3 separate regions of the Mus musculus genome follow, and regions 1 and 2 are each linked to region 3. A link is a contact called in public Hi-C and HiChIP or PLAC-seq data. All regions are on one chromosome and are shown on one strand. Each heading gives the region's core, a stretch centred on a gene start, on an enhancer-like site or on the middle of the called end of the contact. The rest is flanking DNA. Distances are from core to core; before and after follow the strand shown. Region 1 overlaps Pik3cg (phosphatidylinositol-4,5-bisphosphate 3-kinase catalytic subunit gamma). Region 2 has its middle 34 kb from the start of Gm33380. Region 3 holds the start of Ccdc71l (coiled-coil domain containing 71 like).

Region 1 (3,686 bases), core at 696-3,195, 200 kb after region 3:
CTAGAGACACGAGCTCCAGAGGGTACTGGTTAGTTCATATTGTTGTTCTACCTATAGGGTTGCTGATCCCTTTAGCTCCTAGATTACTGTCTCTAGCTCCTCCATTGGGGGCCCTGTGATCCATCCAATAGCTGACTGTGAGCATCCACTTCTGTGTTTGCCAGGCCCCAGCATAATCTCACAAGAGACAGCTATATCTGGGTCCTTTCAGCAAAATCTTGCTAGTGTATGCAATGGTGTCAGTGTTTGGAAGCTGATTATGGGATGGATCCCCAGATATGGCAGTCCCTAGATGGTCCATCCTTTCTTCTCAGCTCCAAATTTTGTCTCTGTAACTCCTTCCATGGGTGTTTTGTTCCCAATTCTAAGAAGGGGCAAAGTGTTCACACTTTGGTCTTCATTCTTCTTGAGTTTCATGTGTTTTGCAAATTGTATCTTATATCTTGGGTATTCTAAGTTTCTGTGCTAATATCCACTTATCAGTGAGTACACATTCTTAATACAAACTTTGAAAAAAATTAATTATAGCCTTTGTATTCCTAATGAATTTTTATCTAAATATTTGAGAGACAATGGTATATCCCATTCCCTGGCAAACAGCTAGTTTGTGACTCATGTTCAAGTCCATAAATATGGAACTACTAATTTAAACTCAATAAATAAGTAGCGAAGGGTCAGACACTCTGTGTTTAGACATACCACAGAGTGTTTCTTCCTGCATTAAGTCTATGAATCAACCTTTTCTGGTTTGTTAAGATAAATACTAAGAATGTAGGCTGGGGCAATACATTGACTTTTATTTTAAAATATATTTAATGCATGCCTTGGACTAGACTATTATTTTCTCAACTGTGTCTCTTAGACAGACAGGCTATTTTTTTTTCAGTGATGAATATTTGACAGTTTTCTCCTACCCCTCAGCCTCAGAACCTCTCCCTGGAGTTTCTGTTTCATTGTCCCAGTGTCATTTCTCTACTTAACTGAATATGCACAGTTCATCTCTAGGGAGACTGGAGGGTTTCAGTTGTTAGAAAAAGTATCCATGTGACCTTGAACCTTGAACACTCTAGAACTGCTCTTCAGTGGTTAAGAATTAGTTGGTGGCACAGATGAAATGAGTTGGTTCCGTGACTAGAATGTAAATCAAGGCAAGGTTTGAGCCCTGAAATGGTAATGAATTCCTTTGTTTCCAAGATGTGCGGAGGTGGTAGCCTATAAAAACATTTCTTTCTTTCAGGGCGTAGATGCTACAATTAAGGCATTTAGACAGCAATGGAATTAGGAGCAGATGTACCACACAGGCTCAACCTATTTATTAGCTACTAATGGAGAGTATGCCAGCTAATGCCACCATTGGTAGTGGAATGTTCTCGACAGTAAGTAGTACATGAAACCAAGTCCCCCAGTCAGACTTTCTTCACTCAATAACACACAGCCTCTCACAGGCAGTTAAGAAGAGCAATGTTTGGACCCTGGAAGAAAAAAAAGAAGTCACTTTCAACAGGCAGTAAGTTCTGTGTTCTGGGTTTTTCCCTGAGCTCCCCAGCCACATCCTTTTAGCCATTCCAAACCACGGACCTCTGGGCTGAAGCAGTGCGACCAGGGCACACTCGCAAGCCTTGTCACTGAGTATAAAGGACAGAAATGAAACTTCTGGGGCTTGTGTTGGTGGAGCAGTACCCAACCGTGATCCCCAAAAGATAAGAAGTACCTGTAGATGCCCAGTGTGCAGCATGCTGTGTGTCCGTCGTCGTGAGCCAGTGTGAAGACAGCCCTTTCCATACATGTCGCAAAAACAGGTAGCCGCCCACTCTCACTCCCTTCACCTGCTAAATGAACTGTCTGTGGAATCATTTGGTGGACAGTCTGCATACGAAACTGATGCATTTCGCATTGGGAAATGTGCTCAATAATGCAATTCTTTGAAGTATTTAGTAATGAAAGGGAACTAGTTACACAGCACTTAAATCTCACCACAGCCACAGGAAATGGACGATACTATTGTACTCACCCTACAGATGAAAACACTGAGGTCCAAAAGGCCTCTCTGATTGTTAATAAGAAAGGCAAAATCTGAGTTCATTCAACTAGGTGTGAGGCCGGCTGTTAGCTGCCGTTCCACTCTGTCTTCAACAGAGGATGGTAATGTCTGCCCTCAAGTTTTAAGTTTCTAGAGTCAGTTGGAATCTAGACATTCTGTCTGCCAAGTACGAAACATGCAGTTAAATTCAGGGAAGACACTCCTTTCTCACAGAAGAGCCTGCATGTGAAAGTCACCACTCATCAAACAAGCTAAAACCAACAAAAACCCAGTCTTGCAGCCGGGAATGCAGCTCACTCATACAATGCTCACCGGCTATGCACGAGGTTCTGAGTTCCCTCCTCAACAACCTCCAGAAGATGATAGCTCATATGGGTGGGATGGCCTCCAAGAGACACAGGACCCTGTCCTTTTCCCACTGTGGATCTCTTTGGGCACAGGGATTGTTGGATTTACTTACCATCAACTGAAAGTATTTCATGAACACCTATGGATTAGGGTAACAGTGACTTTGTCTGGACTTAATTTACCTCCTTGAAGTTTTTCTATTAAAAAGAGATTGACCCCCACAGTGGGCTCACACATCAGGAGATTTGCCTGGAGCCTCTAGTGTATAGAAGAATAGGAAATAATTAAAAATCAAAATGTACTTCTGGTTCCAAATCAAAAGACGTCCCCCTAAGTCTGTGTGAAAAGCACAAGAGTTGGCAAATTAATGAGTCTGTGGCCTGAGGTGAAGTCTGCACTCAGCTTCTGTAATTACCAAGAAACTCGAGATGCCTTGGTGGCGTTGGATAAGCAAAGAAAATGATTTCTGGGCATCAGAGGCGTCACTTGGAATGCAAGAGCACTAATGTACTGGGGCTGCCACCAGGTAACAGTTAAAATCTGGGCTGCTGCTGAAACATCCCTGAGATGCTTTGGGGACTGTGTTAGCCCTTCTGCTACAGTGAGCAAAAAGGAGATTCTGAGTTCAGGAAGGAAAGATAGGGACTAACATGTCTGGCATACTCAGGCTGTGCAGCCTGCTGTGCCTGTATTTTATATAAATTGCCTTAGTTGGATCAGAATGATCTGGGTCATTTGATTAAGCTAGGGTAAATATGTCCACCCTCCACTGTCCAGTGTGATGCAGGCCTGACCTCTATTGTCATTGTGGTCACTGTGCCACATGTAAATGTTACAGTGTTATGGTTTGAGACCACACCTACATGCATCTTGATACTCAGTCCTGGGCTGACAGCACTGTGTGGGTAAAGTTGCAGAACCTTAGGACACACAGTACAGCTGGAGGACACATATCTTGGAAGGTTATGTCTGTTTTTGGTTCCAAGCTGAGTTCTCAGATTCCTGTCTGCCGCAGTGTGACCAGGCAGTCACCTCAAGCTCCTGCTGTGCTCTCTTACTTACAGTGATAGACTATCACTCTGAAGCCATTAGCTGAAACAAATCCTTTCTCCTTTAGGATGTGGGCATCTTGTCATAGTAATAAGGAAAGAATGACTAGTAGATACAAAGTCATCTTGTGTTAACTGACAAAGATGTGAGGATAGCCATATGTCCTCTCAGTCCTGCTTCATATCACACTTTCACTTGTTTATTCTCCACTAGCTCAGAGACTCAGGAAGTATGGTTGAGGTAGTGT
Region 2 (3,851 bases), core at 1,077-3,576, 170 kb before region 3:
GCAAGGGCTGAGTCCTTCTAGACCTTGGGTAAAGGAGTGTGTGACATAGTTCCTGCCCCTGGAACAGAGCCAGCAGGGCATGAGCCTTCACAAGTGTTAATAGTTGCTGTGAGTATAAGGCTTGCTTGTATAATAGTGTACATATTTACATGTTCCTCCTTCAAGGAATGTCATCTCTGCCAAGGTTAATGACTCCATACTAATCAAAGACAGCTCAAATCCAGAAGTTGTCTGTGTCTCAGAAGAATGGTAGAATACTGTGACCTTCAGGACTGCCCTTAAGGCTGTGGGAAAGAACCCTGAAAACATGAGTTAGAAAATATATACTTTCTCAACTATGCAAAATATAAGGATGCAATACGAATTATATAGAAGTTTCACAAATCTTAAGGAACAGAGGCAGCTGCACTATGAGCCAGCTTGTCAGAAAGCTATGAAGACAGGCAGATACAAAGATAGGCAGATTCTGGAGTTCAAGGTCAGCCTGGAACAAAGGGAGTATAGGTCCAGGTCCAGGTCCAGGTATGGTAGGAATGGTAATTTCAGGGTAGGATCCCACCTAGCTATCTTATTGTCTTGTGCTCCCTGTCTCTTGGTAAGAATCAAGGAACTTGGGTTAATGGGGACCTGGGGGTAATGACTAAATTGGTATGTAAATTAAAAACTGGGTTTTTGATCTGCAAAAGATGAGATAACTAAAGGGATTTCCAAATTGCATAAAAGCTGTCTCAAGCAGAGAGGCAGAGAGCTGTCTGGAGCTCTCCAGAGAAAACTAAAAGAAGAGAGGGGGGAGGGAGAGTGTAATCTGGAAAGCCATCTCGAGCAGAACATAGGCCATCAGTTTGGACCCAGAATTACTTCAAGTTCTTTGTTTGCTACTCCCACACACCCCTTCTCTCAGGATCCCCTCTCAAGCTGAGTCAGGTCCTTAGTAAGCAAGAATATAATTATGGCTATCAGAAGACTCTGGTCATCCTTTACTCTGGTAGAACCAGTAAAAACTGTGGATTTGTTGGTTGACATGATTTTGTCTTCATTTGTCAGGATGATTAAGGGATAAGCTTCCATGACTGATTGACAAAGGCATGTGACACAGTGAGCTTCGTTTAATTTGTGTTTAGATTCTACATCATAGTGGATCTCAACTTTCCTTATGCTGCAACCCTTGAATACAGTTCCTCATGTTGTGGTGACTCCCACCCATAACTATTTTTGTTGCTACTTTATAATTTTTCTTTCTCTTTTAAATTTAATTTTATTTGTAATTCATTTTTATACCCACATTCCATTTCCCGCCCCTCCTATCCCACCCTCCAACTGCTCTACATCCTACACCTCCTCCCTACCACACTCTGTCTCCACATGGATGCCCCCACCCTCCACCCCATCTGACCTCTAAACTCCTTGGGGCCTCTAGTCTCTTGAGGGCTAGGTGCATCATCTCTGAATGAGCATAGACCTAGAAATCCTCTACTGTATGTGTGTTGGGGGCCTCATATCAGCTGGTTTGTGCCATCTCTTTGGTGGTCCAGTGTTTGAAAGATCTTGGGGGTCCAGATTAATTAAGACTGCTGGTCCTCCTATAGAATCGCCCTTCTCCTAAAATTCTTTCAGCCTTCCCTAATTCAAAAACAGGGGTCATCTGCTTCTGTTCATTGGTTGGGTGCAAATATCTTCATCTGACTCTTTCAGCTGCTTGTTGGGTCTTTCAGAGGGCAGTCATGATAGGTCCCTTTTTGTGAGAACTCCATAGCCTCAGTAATAGTGTCAGGCCTTGGGACCTCCCCTTGACCTGGATCCAACTTTGGGTCTGTCACTGGACCTTCTTTTCCTCAGGCTCCTCTCCATTTCAATCCCTGTAATTCTTTCAGACAAAAACAATTATGGGTCAGAGGTGTGACTATGGGATGGCAACCCCATCCCTCACTTGATGTTCTGTCTTCCTGCTGGAGATGGGCTCTATAAGTTCCCTCTCCCTACTGTTGGGCATTTTGTCAAAGGTCCCTCCCTGTGAGTCCTGGGAGTCTCTCACCTCTAAGGTCTCTATAATTTTTCTACAGTGATGAATCATAATATAAACATCTGTGTTTTCCAGTGGTCTTAGGCAACCACTGTGAAAGGGTCTTTCAACCCCCAAAGGAGTCTTTGTGGTGCACAGGTTGAGAACTGCTGTTATAGCAGCAGTCCCCAAAGCTCTAGGGGAAAGAATAGGTTCCAACATCCTTTCTGGATGATAAATATTTTGCTCAGAATGGAAATATGCCAAATCAATGCCTTTAATTTGCTAGGGCAGTATCAGCAGACAAAAATGGAGCCTGCCTGAGGCATGACATGAGTCATTCAGAAGGAATGCCCTGAGTCCTCAGCCCCTGAACTTGCCATATGTATGCAGTGGTAGAAAAAGCAATGACCCAGATTCTCTTCAGCACTAGGGCCATATCTGTTAATGGAAACTAATAACTGTGTGGCTTGTATAGCTTTCTAACATGTTTTGTTCATTGTTCCATAAGTATCTGAGGAATGTAACTCAGCAAAGGATCAATATTTACAAACATACAAGGCTGAAAGGTATAATATCAACACATCTATATTGTAAGAAACATGGTATGTTAACTAATCTGCCTTTGTGCAGATGGGAAACAACATCGAATGAAAATATGCATCTATCACAATGGAATGAGAAGCAGCAGATGGTCTTATGCCTCTGTCAGCTGCATACTGAACAACTACATGATATAACAGAGCTCATTATTCTAGACTCTTAAGACTTTATCATTCTTGAAGTAATACCAAGGAAAGTGCCTATATAGTTCATAAGTTTGTCTTCTGTGATATCTTGCTTTGATAGGAATTGATTTAACCAAGTAAATTCATATGTTCATATCATGTGTCCCATATATTTAGGAGTAAATATTTTGAGCCGGTTTGAAAACAGTTATCTACTTTACTTTGGGCAATATGACCCTGACCAGGATTAGGACTAAGTTAACACATTCATCAAATCTGTATTACATTCATGCCATAGGGCCTCATACTATAAATTCTGCTGTTCTAGTTCACACCAGAGCAAGTCTGGAAAATTCTGGAAGAGGCAAAAGCAAAAGGTTTAGAGAATACTATTGGACCAGCAAATGATTCAAGATAATATCAAAGGCTACCAACCATCCACAAAGATATCTCATCTCAAGTCCATAATCTGACTTCCTACTTGATTACCAAGTTCTTACTACTAAGAATTATCAATCCATCTAAGCTGCTTAGTTGGCTAAGCTGCTGTTCTAATTAGAGTAAGCCATGTAATCGGCCCAAATCACCACTGAGCTAAGGCATGTGTTCTGTTCTATGTGTTTGTTTCTCACTGCCACTGCAGAAGGTCCCAATCACTGAGCCACTGCTGAACCCAAAGACATGCTATCACTGCTAATAAGATATGAGGTATTCAGGGGTGACACCTTCTCTTCACCCCTCTTCATCACTTGTGGTAGTCTGAAGAGTTGGCCATGAGAGAACTCAGCTATCACCCAGGCCAAGATCGAGGGCTCTGAGTTGGTTGAACCCAAAATCTGTATCATTGTTAAATGGTTGGGACATGGGTAAGGGACAGTCGTGCTGATCCAAAGATTCAGGATCTCTATGACACAGTAGAACAACAGGATAACTGGGAGGAGTCCTGATGATGAGCCAGTATTGATGATGATCAGACAAACGACTCATTGCAATGAACATTTGCAAGTGAAGATGTGTGGACAGAAGGAGATACTGTGGGACACACACAGTGACACAATACAGCTTTCACAGTGAGATGTTTTCTATGCTTTGTGTGTGTGTGTGTGTGTGTGTGTGTGTGTGTG
Region 3 (3,380 bases), core at 42-2,541:
TGGGGCTGACAGTCAAAAAGAAAACAGAAGGGGAATCAGGAGCAAGTAAAATTCTGGCTGTATTACACAAGCACGAAAACAAAATTCCTTTGGAGAAAAAAATTTGTAAGTCTTCGGAGGTCTTCCAGACCGGTGAGGTAGAGTCCGAGAGGGAGAAAACGCACGTGTCCCTCCAGGTTCTGGAGACGTCTCCATCCGGGTTGGGAAGCAAAGGGACTTCTGTCGCGGGTCCGGCCGTCCCGTCTGGCCGCGGGCGTGGGGGCCGCACCTGTCCCGATCCTGGACCGCGGCGCCGCACCGCATCCAGGGGCCTAGTTCGCGCATAAAGTGCACCAAAGGGGGCCGGTTCTGTAAACATTCGACTGACATTGACATAAGTCCGTTCCAGCGCGCGGAAGCTTCCCCGGGCGGCGGCCGGCAGGAGGCGCCGCAGCGCGCATCACAGCCGGTGCACCGGGAAGCGGCGCAGCCTCACCACCGGGTCCAGGTCCACTCGCAGCACTTGGCTCGCCCTGCGCCGCGCCACCGCCAGGCTGCGCTCGCCCCACACGTCGTCGCCGACGCGGATGGTCGGGAAGCTGGTCAGCGTCGGGGTGGCCGCCCTCCAGATCTCCTCCAGGGTGCGGCCCCCGAAGCTGGATGCGGGAGGCCCGGGCTCCGCGGCCGCAGCGGCGGGGCGCGGCCTACGGGTGTCCGCGGCAGCCCGAGCTCCACGGCGCCTCCTCCTGGGCGTTGCGCGCGGGCGCGGCCGGCGCGCGGGGCGGCTGTCGGGCGCCGGGGGGTCGGGCACCAGTGCCCGGCACGAGGAGTAGCCGTAGACGTCCTTGCTGCGCAGGATGTGCGGGGAGAACTGGTGCTTGAGGCTGCAGAGGAAGCTCCAGAGCTCCGCTTCCGAGCTCATGAACTCCGTGCTGCTGGGCATGAAGAGCTTGAAGGCGTCGCCCAGCGCCTCCGTGCTTCCGGCCAGCGACAGTTGCGACCGCGAGTACACCACCTTCTCCTCCAGCGCCTCCAGCCCGGCCCCTCCTTCCGCTCCGTAGCCGCCGCCCCAGGCAGCCCGGGGCCGGCGCCGCCGCCTCTTCACGCCGCGTCGCATCAGAGGCCGCTCGGGACCGCCCGCCGTCCCTGTCCGCGCCCGGCTCGGCGGCGCTCGCCTGTGCTGGCGCCTTCCGCCCGGCGCTGCTAGCCTGTGCTGGCGCCTTCCGCCCGGCGCCGCTCGCTACTTTTCTCGCCTCGCCGCCCCTCCCCCTCGGGGCGGAGGACGCGCTGGTTGTCCTGTGGCCGGGCTAAAGATGGCGGCAGCGGCGGGCGCCCACCCCGGGGCTTTGTCATTGGACGGCGCCCGCCCCCTCCCCTGGCTTCTCTTTCTTCTCTTCTCTTGCCTCCTTTCGCCCTCAGCCTTTCTTTAAATGGGCCCGCCTTAGTCCCCGCCTCCCACGGCCTCAGCTCCTCCCATTGGGTGCTCTCCGAGTGAGGGGCGGGGACTGATGGGGGAGAGGCCAGTTCGTGGAACATGGTGGCTGTGGTGGGTGATGGTGAGGCCCTGGAAGGCCAGTCAACCATTGGGTGGATCCATGAGGGTTGCCCTGTCAAGAGAAGGAAGTGGGTGGGTGTGAGTGCCATGTTTGGGGGTGTCGTGGGTGATTGTGTTCAGCTGTGGGTTGAGCTGGGGAAGTCTACCAGTCTGAATAATGAGAGAGAACCCCAAGACTTGATAGTATAACAGCTGAGAGAGTTGGGTATAAACTAGAAGGGATGGGCATTTCATGAATCCCTTCTAAAGTCTCAAATCCTGCTTTGGCATCTTCATATGCTTTGCCTCTCTTGACCCCATCTTTTAAGAAAACTAAAAGTTCAGGCATTGATGACAGCTTCCTTCTGGGCAATGGAACCATCTTGGCACATTTAGGAGGTACAGGTCACTGGGAAAGAAAAGAGTTAATACTGTATGAACTAAAAAGTCTGCTCAAGTTGGACAAACAGCAATGGCAGCAAAGCTGTTCTGCTGAAAGAAAACATTTTTTTTAAATCAGAGTGCTATTCCACATTTCAGTTGGTATTAAATTGCCATTCGCAGCACCATCTCTATCCTTGATGTAGTATTCCACGTAATCAATAAGATTCTTTGAGAAGAATACATCCTTAAGAATGAATCACCTTTTGTATTTGGGAAGACAGTAGTAGACATCCTTTTTGTCAATTCCTCTATTCACTCTCAACTCGCTGCCTATTCACATAATAGGCGTTGAATGCATACCAAATGGATGTATGAAATAGCACTGCCTGTTTGAAATGGAGTGCAGCACTGAAATTGCTTAGAACAAGGTAATTATATATTTTGCATTTATATTGCAATTTTCTTTGAAGTCCTTTAAACTTCATTATTCCCCTTGCTGGGGATAGAACCCAGAGCTTCACACATATGAAGACTGCACCCTACTAGTGATCTATACCCTCCAGCCCCTAAGATTTCTGTAAAATAAGGTTTTTTTTTTTTAAATCTATGTCCTGGTGCTAGAATTTTCTTCAGTAAGTATCTTATTTTGCAGCACACAATGAATGCAATGCCAAATTTTTGTGATCTGCATACAGTTAAAATAGTTCCTTTAAATATTTGAGCTGAGACACACCTGGTTCAGTCTTCTTGTCGCACAGATGAGGGCAGTTTAGACCCACAGGAGTTTATTAAGACAGCTTGCTAACAGCAGGGTTGCTGCTATAGAGCTTTATGTCCCTAATCTAGAGATCTTTATATTTCACTGCTGGTTCTTCCACACTGTGTTGTGCTAACTAAATAGAAATGCTTTATGCATGTTCAGTGGCATGACCAAAAGACATAGCTGTATACCCCTGATCGTACTTCTCACCCACAACTAGGAAATTTTAATCTGTCCTGTACTGGACACGGATAATATTTTGTTTGAACCATATAACATTTTATTTAGTTTTAATAAAAGCTAAAAAAAAAAAAAGAATAAAAGAGAGAAACTTGCTTTCCTATACTAAAGTGCACACTCTACACAGTAGGCTGATGGCAAAAATAAAAACGGTGACCATGAATCAGTTTTCCATGTACCAAAATGATGGCAGCCTTATAAAGAGAAAATCGTTTTCCTAGAAAAGCATACTTCCTCTCAGAACAAGATTACATAGACAATCACTAGCTTCCTGTCTCCTCATGAAGGAATTACGTTGCAACCACTGTATTCATAGCTAGTTCTCTTGGTAATTCTGAGAACACATAATGTGAAATTTGAATAATTTCTGTCAGAATACAATAGAATATCAATTTCTGTGTAGATGGACCCAGGCAATCTCACCGTAAGCTAGAAGACTATGGAGGGAGGGCTTCATCATGAGAGAAAAGAATAAATTAGAAC

What was found. Hi-C and Micro-C count contacts between places; a contact is called where the count stands out from the background. HiChIP or PLAC-seq counts read pairs in DNA pulled down with a chosen protein or histone mark.
Region 1: a contact with region 3 is called in an H3K27ac HiChIP or PLAC-seq map of bone marrow-derived dendritic cells, with 3 times the contacts expected there. The contact joins the enhancer-like site here to the promoter of Ccdc71l in region 3. A contact is called at or near these places in 1 of 39 promoter capture datasets (neural stem cells), 2 of 484 Hi-C or Micro-C datasets (the C10 cell line and the G1E-ER4 cell line) and 5 of 115 datasets of contacts at active chromatin or transcription factors (the 230-238 cell line, bone marrow-derived dendritic cells, bone marrow-derived macrophages and 1 more).
Region 2: a Hi-C map of embryonic fibroblasts shows a contact between it and region 3, with 2.3 times the contacts expected there. The contact joins the enhancer-like site here to the promoter of Ccdc71l in region 3. A contact is called at or near these places in 1 of 39 promoter capture datasets (hippocampal neurons), 1 of 484 Hi-C or Micro-C datasets (embryonic fibroblasts) and 3 of 9 other capture datasets (adipose tissue, macrophages and pancreatic islet).

Annotation. Positions count from the first base shown.
Region 1 is chr12:32,181,075-32,184,760 of GRCm38.p6, reverse strand. The region is part of intron 10 of Pik3cg (phosphatidylinositol-4,5-bisphosphate 3-kinase catalytic subunit gamma); the gene reads left to right. Among named protein-coding and RNA genes, the nearest start is that of Pik3cg, 26 kb to the left of the region's middle. Within about 2 kb of position 1,945, at least 26 of the 459 cell types and tissues checked have an H3K27ac peak or open chromatin away from gene starts, as enhancers often do. A contact at or near this core is called in bone marrow-derived dendritic cells and neural stem cells, where this site is marked.
Region 2 is chr12:32,545,091-32,548,941 of GRCm38.p6, reverse strand. No RefSeq gene overlaps it. Among named protein-coding and RNA genes, the nearest start is that of Gm33380, 34 kb to the left of the region's middle. Within about 2 kb of position 2,326, at least 17 of the 459 cell types and tissues checked have an H3K27ac peak or open chromatin away from gene starts, as enhancers often do. A contact at or near this core is called in embryonic fibroblasts, where this site is marked.
Region 3 is chr12:32,376,700-32,380,079 of GRCm38.p6, reverse strand. It overlaps Ccdc71l (coiled-coil domain containing 71 like), which reads right to left and starts at 1,291. Exons shown (of 1, transcript NM_001162903.1): 1 at 1-1,291. The coding sequence starts at 1,096. The coding sequence ends at 440.